Linked DNA regions of Columba livia: region 2 is linked to region 1. Evidence: chromatin contacts called from public Hi-C data. All regions are on one chromosome and are shown on one strand. The core of a region is the stretch at or near the end of the contact, and the rest is flanking DNA. Distances in the headings are between cores, read along the strand shown. Region 1 holds the start of PRRC2B (proline rich coiled-coil 2B). Region 2 holds the start of ABL1 (ABL proto-oncogene 1, non-receptor tyrosine kinase).

The links. A called contact is a pair of places that touch in the nucleus more often than the background predicts.
Region 2: a contact with region 1 is called in a Hi-C map of crop, with 1.7 times the contacts expected there. The contact joins the promoter of ABL1 here to the promoter of PRRC2B in region 1. A contact is called at or near these places in 2 of 2 Hi-C or Micro-C datasets (crop and liver).

Annotation. Positions count from the first base shown.
Region 1 is chr19:4,632,094-4,636,248 of bColLiv1.pat.W.v2, reverse strand. It overlaps PRRC2B (proline rich coiled-coil 2B), which reads left to right and starts at 2,182. Exons shown (of 32, transcript XM_065035788.1): 1 at 2,182-2,396.
Region 2 is chr19:4,869,224-4,873,378 of bColLiv1.pat.W.v2, reverse strand. It overlaps ABL1 (ABL proto-oncogene 1, non-receptor tyrosine kinase), which reads left to right and starts at 2,118. Exons shown (of 11, transcript XM_065035191.1): 1 at 2,118-3,055. The coding sequence starts at 2,920.

The DNA of each region.
Region 1 (4,155 bases), core at 933-3,432:
TGTGGGGGTTGCAGTGTACACACCTGGTAATGAACGTAGAATCATCTTTTGTTTGCATACTTTGGCCTTTTGATCTCCACAACAGGTTGCATTAGTTTGTTCTTTAATTGGCGCATCTATTCCCTTGGCCTTGGATTTGTTGCCTCAGAGATGCAGAAGAGACCTTGGGAGAACTGCTTACGACAGCAGCATCTGTGCACAACGCTGACCTGGCCGAGCCCGCATGAGTCACCTGCGGATGGTTTGGGTTGTTGGTGGCTGCATGAGTCTGTGAAAGCGAGGGGATCGCACACCGCCCAGTCTCCTGAAGGGCAATATTAATGCCTTTGGGTGTTTGTTGTTATTGCGCATCAACAGCATAGAGTACAAGAAGGTTCACTCTCCTCTTCCTCCTCACCTGACATAGGGTGTGAAACAGCGTGGTGTTGCAGAGTGAAATTTGCTGAATATGAAAAGCAGCAGCCCAAATCTGAGTGACCTGCAGTTTCTCTCGTGGAGGACAGTGATAGTGAGGTTTGTACAGGCAAGCAGCAAGTCAGAAGAGCTATTTGTATGTGTAAGCGTGTGTGTACTTGTCTGACCGATGGAGAAATAAAAACTAAACACCCCTAATTGATGCCCGGCTGCCCGGGGAATCGGTGTGAGTGGGAGTTTGCTCATGTCAGGAAGGAGGGTGGGCATAAGGAGAAAAATGGACAGCATTGGCCTGATGTCTCTAGGCAGAAAAAACACACTGTGGGAAAGAGGAAATGAGACACCAAAGGGGCAGGAGGAGAGTGTAATACTTTGATATCCAGAAAAGGAGGGGATCTGACAACCAGGTCGTGGTTGTCAGCAGTGCTGGTGCGTATCTTGGTAGCTCAGTGCCTGGCAACTTCGATAGCAGCACAGATCAACTGTAGGAACATCACATATGGTCCAGAAAGCTGTTCATGCATTTCCTCCCCCTCCATTACTCCTGGTGACTGTTTGAGATCAAACACGTCTCTTGAGCAGTGATCTAGGTCTGACACTGTTCCTGTAACCTGGGAAGAGGTGAGGACTCTTTCTACTGAGGCACTGCCAGCCCCAGGGAAACGTGCTGCAAAATCCCTCCAAAGCCGCCTTCCCTTCATGGGCAAGGACAAGCAGGGTGACAGCACATGACTGGCCCAGGTGCTTGTGCCACATATATATTATGCCATTCTTGCAAACTGCTGGGCAGTCCCTAAGAAATAATGCATAAATACCTGCAGTCTGGCCTTCCACTGTGAAATATGTCACCACTAACAGGCACCCATGTGAGTTTGTTACAGGAAGGGGAATTAAAGGGAGACTGGTCTGTCCTTGTGTGCAAGGAGACCACGTCTACCAAGCTATGAAAACCCCTGGGCAGAGGAACTGCATGTTATAGCAAGTTCTACAACCAGATCTTTAGTGCCAGTTTCTGGCCAGGAACACTCCTTCGTGCTGACCTGAAGCTCTTTTTGACCCAAGCAAGGACCACGTTTGCCTCGTGAAGCTACTTGTATGTTACAGCTTGGGTTTTTTGGGACAGGAGTGTTCGCCTTACTCCACTGAATTGATCACCATTAAGGAGAGAATAAATTTAAAAGTATTAATATATCTGAAATCATTCCAAGGGGCAGTTCCTCCGGGTTGCCTTTGAACCTGCTGCCCATTAAACCAGTGAGAACCACCAGTCAGGCTTCACTGGTATTTATTTTTAAAATGTTCTTTAAACTTCAATGATTGTTTGCTGCTACCTTGTCTACAGTCATGCTGAATAAAGGTATAGCTAAATGGAAAGTTAAATGTATTCACAAAGTGTCAATGTCTACATCTTTTTATTTGCAGTCTCGCAGAGAAACCAAAAGTAACTACAAATAGCGCCGTGCTAGAAACTGGTTTCTTGACCAACAATGTCGCTTCAGCACGCGATGAGCTAGTTCACTCTAAATTGGTCACAGTTGTTGACAGTAAGGGGCTTTGCATTTGAATACGGCACGTCTTTTGGTCCATGCGAAAACAAGTTTGAACGTTAAATATTTTCTGACACTTCGGAGTTACTGTTGCTCAGCCCTCGGGCTCGTGTGGCGCCGAAAGGCGCTGAGGCCCGACGCCGCCGCCACGGCCGCCGCTCTGCGCCTGCGCCCGCCATCTTGGGCCGCCCCTGCGGTGCCGGCGGAGCCCTGTAGGCGGTGCTGTGCGGAGGGTGGAGGCAGCGGCGGCGCGGCGCCCTCCCGCGCGGGATTGACAGGCCGGGCCGGGGGAGGAGGAGGGAGCGGCAGCCGGAGCCCGGATCGCCCCGCATCCCGCCGCCGCCGCGCAATCCGCCGCCATCCGCCGCTCCCTGAGCCCATCGCCCCTCCGCACCCGGCTCCCCAGGCAGTCCCGGCTCCCCGCCACCACCACAGGTGGGTATCGGGGGCCGGCGGCGGCGGCGGCCGCGGATATTTGGGGCGGTGAGTGGGGCCGGGGGGGAGGAGGAAGGGGAGGGAGAGGGAAGGTGGGACGAGGCAGCCCTAAAATGGAGCCGGAGCCAGCGGCTGCTTGCGGCTGCGGCACCCCGCGGCCTCCCGGCTCGGCCCGGCGCAGGGGAGGAGGTGGCGCAGCCCTGGCGGGTCTCCCGGGCCGAGGCCCTGGCTGTGGAGGACCAAAGCGGCTTTGGGGGCGGCCCCGCCACGTCGGGCTGTTGTAGCCGCCGGTGTTTATTGTGCGACCCCCCGCCGCGGGGATGGAGGCGCCAGGGGCGGCCGCAGGGCCTGGCCGGGCCGGCCCCATCCCCGCTGAGGGCCGCGGTGAGGCCCGGGGGAGCTGGCGGGGGCCGCCTGGGCTTGGGGCCCGTTGTCCGGGCTCCTGTCCCCGGTCCGGGGGTGGTTTTGCGGGGCGGGTGTCCGGAGCCCCCCCCCGCCGCTCCGCTCCGCGGCGGGGTGCAGCAGGGGAGAGGGAACGTGGGGTGCGGGGGGCTCCCCGCTGCAAAGACAGCTTGTTTTTCTTCGTCGTCTGGAGTGTGACACAAAGATATTTTTGTCGCGCCGTGTGTGTGTGTGTGTCTCAGCAAAACAAGGCGGGGGGTGGCATCCAGAAGGCTCGGTGGGTTTGTTATTCTGTGGAACCTGCAAAAGGGCTGTTGGGGCCCAAAGATGAAGTGCGGGGGGGGGAACAAGGACGGAGTTTGTGCGCTTGGTGCTGGGCGAGCTTGTTAGGTAGGTCTGAAAATAATTTTTTGTTTGTTTAGGATGGAGATTTTCATGTCTGCGTGGGAGCAGATGTGCTGCAAGCTGGGGAAACCCTAATGCAGCTCCTAGGACCTGTACTGTGCATCTTCACCGGGGGGTGGTCGGTCTGCTAGTGTTGGGTGTGAACTAGGAGGGTGTTTTTCATTAAGGTGGTTCTGAAAACCTGCTGATCCCCATAATTCAAAGCTGGCGAAAGGCGTTTGGATGAGCTGGGAGTTGTGGGTTTTGTTAGGAAAGTTGTTTTGGTTTGGTTTTGTCTTCTGAACGTGCAAAGGGTGTTTAGAGTATCAACTCATCGAATATTTGTATATTGATGTTGCTGGTGTTTGATGTTTATTTATATAAGAAATAGAAGTGTTTGGGAGTTTGGTAATTTTGTTTCATTCCAGGAACAGGTATAAGCACATTGCAGTGTCTACATCGTCTGCTCATGAGAAAGGCTTCCCACCCTTTCCAGGAATGAATCCAGGTTTATAGTGGAAGTTTTGGTTGTGTTAAGTCTTGTCTTGCAGATGCACATGGGGGCGTTCACTGGAATGGACCCTTTCACGATGGATAAATAGCTGGTCCCTGCCTTGGAGAGCCCAGGTTTGGAGAATCGACTCCCCATGAGTAGATTTCTCACATATAAACTGGTGAGGATGTGGCTTGTGGACCTGCCTTTTCCACACCCTTTGCACATTCAGTTGGCTTTGGGGGAGTTAAACCCCGGTGTCCTGAAAGCGCTGCTCTGGGCCAGGGGATGGAGTCGCCTGGAAGAGGTGGGGAGAAGGGAGCTTGAGACCATATTGTGAAAGTGGAATTTAAAGAGAGGATGGAAAATGATGGATTGGGGATGATTTCTGTCCGAAAAGTTGACGTATCTACCTGCATCTTTCACTTCAAATGCAATATTGTAAATGGACCTGAGTTTTATCAGCGCATCCGAGATCTT
Region 2 (4,155 bases), core at 869-3,368, 240 kb before region 1:
CAGGAAGGAAAAGAGGACAGATACCTTGCTTTGGTATTTGGGAGTGACCAGCTGGCCCATCTGCCTGTGTGTAGCCCCCGATTAACTACAGCACTGCTTTGGGAAATGGGAGATGCTTTTGGAGCAACTGCTGAGTGGAAAGCGATTGGGGACTGTTGGCAAAGAACCTGCCCCGCTTTGCTGCTTACGATTGCAAAGCATCAAAAGAAACACCTGACTGTTAGGATGCCACAGCCAGAAGCTGATCTCCATTACTGAGATAAACCTGGACAGATTCTGCTGGGTTCAAGAGATGTGACCCTGGATTTGTCTCAGCAAAACGTACCAGAACTTCTCTCTCCTGTGTGTGTGTAGCACAAACAGCCTCAGTACCAGCAATATGAGTCACTGATGGAGAAATGCAATAGAAAATGGTTTGGGATCAGTCTCCTGGTTAAGAATTAGTGATGTGGGAGCAGACGGGCACAGCAGAGGTGGAGGATCCCTTAGGGCCCTATGAAGTGCTACATTTCAGATGCTATTGTTGGAAGATGAAAAACACGCGTCTGCCAGGGACCTTGAATATGGCGTAGGAGACACCGAGTATGTTTGGATTTGTCACAAGGGAGGAGTCAGTATAAACAAACCGCTCTGTGTCCAGATGGTTACGCTGAGCAGGAGGCTACTGCACAAAATTGCATTTGTGTGTCCTCCTGTTGTTGAGTGGGAGCAGCCACAGACCTTTGACCAAAACACCCTGACCTCAAGCTGCTGCCTCAACCCTCTTCTATTCCCAAGGTGAACTGGAGAACGTATGAGAAACTAAATATCTTCAGCGTCGCCGTCTGTGCTCTCTAGCTCGGGGAATGCGTGTGCTGCACAGTGCAGGCTGAAATTGGGGGTTTAATTTCTTCTTTGTAGCAAATGTTGCAGGAAAATAGATCAATAAAATATCTGTCAAATTCATTGGCCTCCGTGGCTGGTTTTGGCATCGCGTTGTGCGTGTGCTCTGACAGCGTTAATAAGGCAGGGAGATCCTTTGTGCCAGCAGGGTGGCCGATCCCGGGTTGTGGAAAAGCTGATGGTTGTGCAGGCAGCTGACCTGGTGAGGATCCCTTTGTTCCTTGCCCATCTCTGTGAGAAATCCAGAGACCTGGGAAGGCTCTGGTAGGTTTGAGAGCCAAGGAGCTCTTGACAGATCTCGGGGAAAACAACTCGGGTGGCCCTTGCAAAGGGGTAAGGGATTTGACATGAGCCTTCTGGGCCCTTGGCTGGCATTTGTTATACTATAAAATCCCTCTTCCACCTGTCCTTTCCACCATCTTCACCTTCATCCCACTCCCCTTAAGGTTTCCATCATCACCCCCTTCGTGCCCTCCCCATCCATCTCATTTTCCCCTCTGGCCCCTTCACAGCACCATTTCCCTCATGGCTTCACCCTGGCGATACCTCTGTGTCCCTGTCCCCTCACTGCTCCCCGTCGGTGCCTCTTCATGGCTCCCCTCACCCTCTCCTTCACCCCACGCATCCCCCTGCTTGGTCCCTCATTCCCCTCCGAGAATTCCCCCCCCCCCAATCTCCTCGGGCTCTTCCCTCACAGACCCCACGGCCCCATGTTCCCCGGGCTGCCCCTTCTCCGCCCGGCCCGTTCCCGTCATGGCGCCGGGCGCGATGGAGCAGCGGCCGGGCCGGGCGGGAGGCGGGGGCGGTGGAGGAGGAGGGGCCGGAAGGGGATGTGACCGCCCGCCCCGCCGGCCGGGGACGGGGCTGAGCCGCGCCGGGGGTTCCGGGATCTCCCTCGCCGCCTGCAGCCGCCCCCCGCCAGTCTCGCTCCGCACCGCGCCTTCCTCCGGCGGCAGCACCCGGGGTACCCCCAGCCCTGCGGCCCCTCGCTCCCCTCCTCCTGCCGGCTTTGGCGGGGCTCCCCCCGGGCGTGCGGCCGCCTGGCCCCACCGCCCCCCGCGCGTCCCGCCCGGGCTCGGCCCCGCTGCCCGCCCGGGCCTTGCCCGTCCCCGGCCTCCTCCGTGGGGATGCAGCCGGCCCGCTCCCCCCCGCCTGACCTCTTCTGGCTGCTGTGCAGGAGTCGGCCTCCCGGAGCTCGTCCCCGGCCTCGCAGCCCATCCCTGGCAGCCGGTTCCGCCTGAGGCGGGCAGCAAGGCCGGGAGGGCGGCCACCTGCTCCGGCCCGGCCGCCCCAGCGTTGCTTCGACGCCTCCATGGCCCCGCATGGCCCGCTGGCCCGCGGCGCCTCGGCGGGGGACAGGTAGCGGCGGTGCGGGCAGCCCCAGGCCTGCGATGGGAGAAGCCGAGGCGGCGTGAGGAGCCCACCTGCCATTCCCCTCGTCCCCGGGAGCGTGTGGAGCCCACCAGGCCCGGAGTCCCCTCCGCTTCGCCTCGTGAGCTGGCATGGCTTCGGCGTGCTCGATCCCGCTAGATCGCAGCGGTACTTGAAGGCAAAGAACGTGGCTCTTTGGCCTTCGCAAACTCAATGCTATGCAAAAGAAAAGGAGGAGGAAAAAAAAAAAGAAACCTTGACACTGGTTGCAGCGGGAATGGCTGTTTCCTGCCCTGGGTGAGCCTAGGTATGTTTTCTTGCTTGTGAGATGAACTAATGCTGCTTTACCTGGTAGAAGACACACTACAAATGGCAGCCTGAAACTTTGGTAAGGCTTGGTCATTACTAAGCAGTTGGAACTTTTACTCTTTTTTTTTATTTTGCCTAAAGTCACCTGAGGAGCCTTGTTGTCATCTTGAAAGCACTGGAGGAATCTGCGCTTGTCTTAATTCTTCACCTCAAGTGACTTTATCACGCAACAAGTGCAACCAACGCACCTACCTAAAATACATTCTCCTTCAAAGCTCCTTCCCAGCCTGGAAGATCAGGGATCACAGACTTCTTGAGAAACTTCTCATCCTGGGAAAGGCTGCCCATAGTTACTTTATGGGGCAGCAGCCTGGAAAAGTTCTTGGGGACCAAAGGAGGCCAAGTCTGCCTGCCCTGCACTTTATCAAAGGAGCAGGGAAGAAGGAGTCATCGAGGCATGGGGGCCCACACTGTAACGTCTTCGTCGAACATGGTAGGATGTTTCTGCTGGTATTTCTTTAGGCTTAATTTTGTTTTGCTGAGATAGATACAATATGGATTTATTCAAGAGTATGGTATTGTATTTTATGGTAGTCTTTTGTTTTCTCCCCCTGGCTTCTTAATGCACATCTTCTGTGATTGTTTGTTAAGAAAATACTCATGTCAAGATTGCTTGTTATTGTACAGCTAAATGTGAAATACAAGGAAGTAACATTTTAACATTGTAAAAGCTTCTCATTTCTGCCTCAGATATGTTCTGGTGTAAAGTCTGGGAAAGTGTTTTATATTTTTGGAGTTGTGTCTTTCGTGGGTATGGACCAGCCACAGCTGGTGGTGATGCTGTGGTCAGTGACAAGTGTTCTTTAATTCTCTTTACAAAAAGGACTCTGCTACTTGGTGGGGGAAAAAAAACCCGAAAGACTTCTTTTGGAAAGTTTGTGGATGCTGCTGTTGTGACAACTGATTGGAACAAAACAGTTTTCTTTATTTGTGTAGTGCTTTTACAGCACTTGCTGTTAGTGGCTTGCCATAGCTGCTTAAGCCTTCATCTTGTGCTGTGATGGATTTAAGTGCTAGAAGCAAAATGTGGCCAAGTCGGGGGTACAGCAACCCTGTCACTTGCTGGTCTCCCACAAAGTAAAGAAGCCAGTTGAAAAAGCTCAGTAGGACTCAGAGGTAGGTTCAGTAACTGTTTCAAATGTGTTGGTTTTTTTCTTTCTTTCTTTAAAAATATTTATAGATTGAAGGCATCTCTACAAAAACGAGATGCAGAAGTGCATTGTTTTACTGAAATGGCTTGGAGTAATCCCTGCTTTTGCACAACGCTTTTTCAATTCTAATATTCTTTGAGAAGACATGCTACTGGTTGCTATCTTTGGTTGGAGAATGGGATTTTTATAAAGCTTCTTCAGCTATTTTGTCCTCTTGAGGAAGTTTATCTGTGAACAAAACAAAACTGCATCTATAATCTTCATATAGTAAAAAATTGAAATATTTTCTGTGTCTGAGAGCACAATCTAGTAGTTAGCAGAAAAGTTTTGATTCAGTTTTGTTTTAGCTGGGCTTTGCTTTCAAACTTTGTCTTATCCCGTG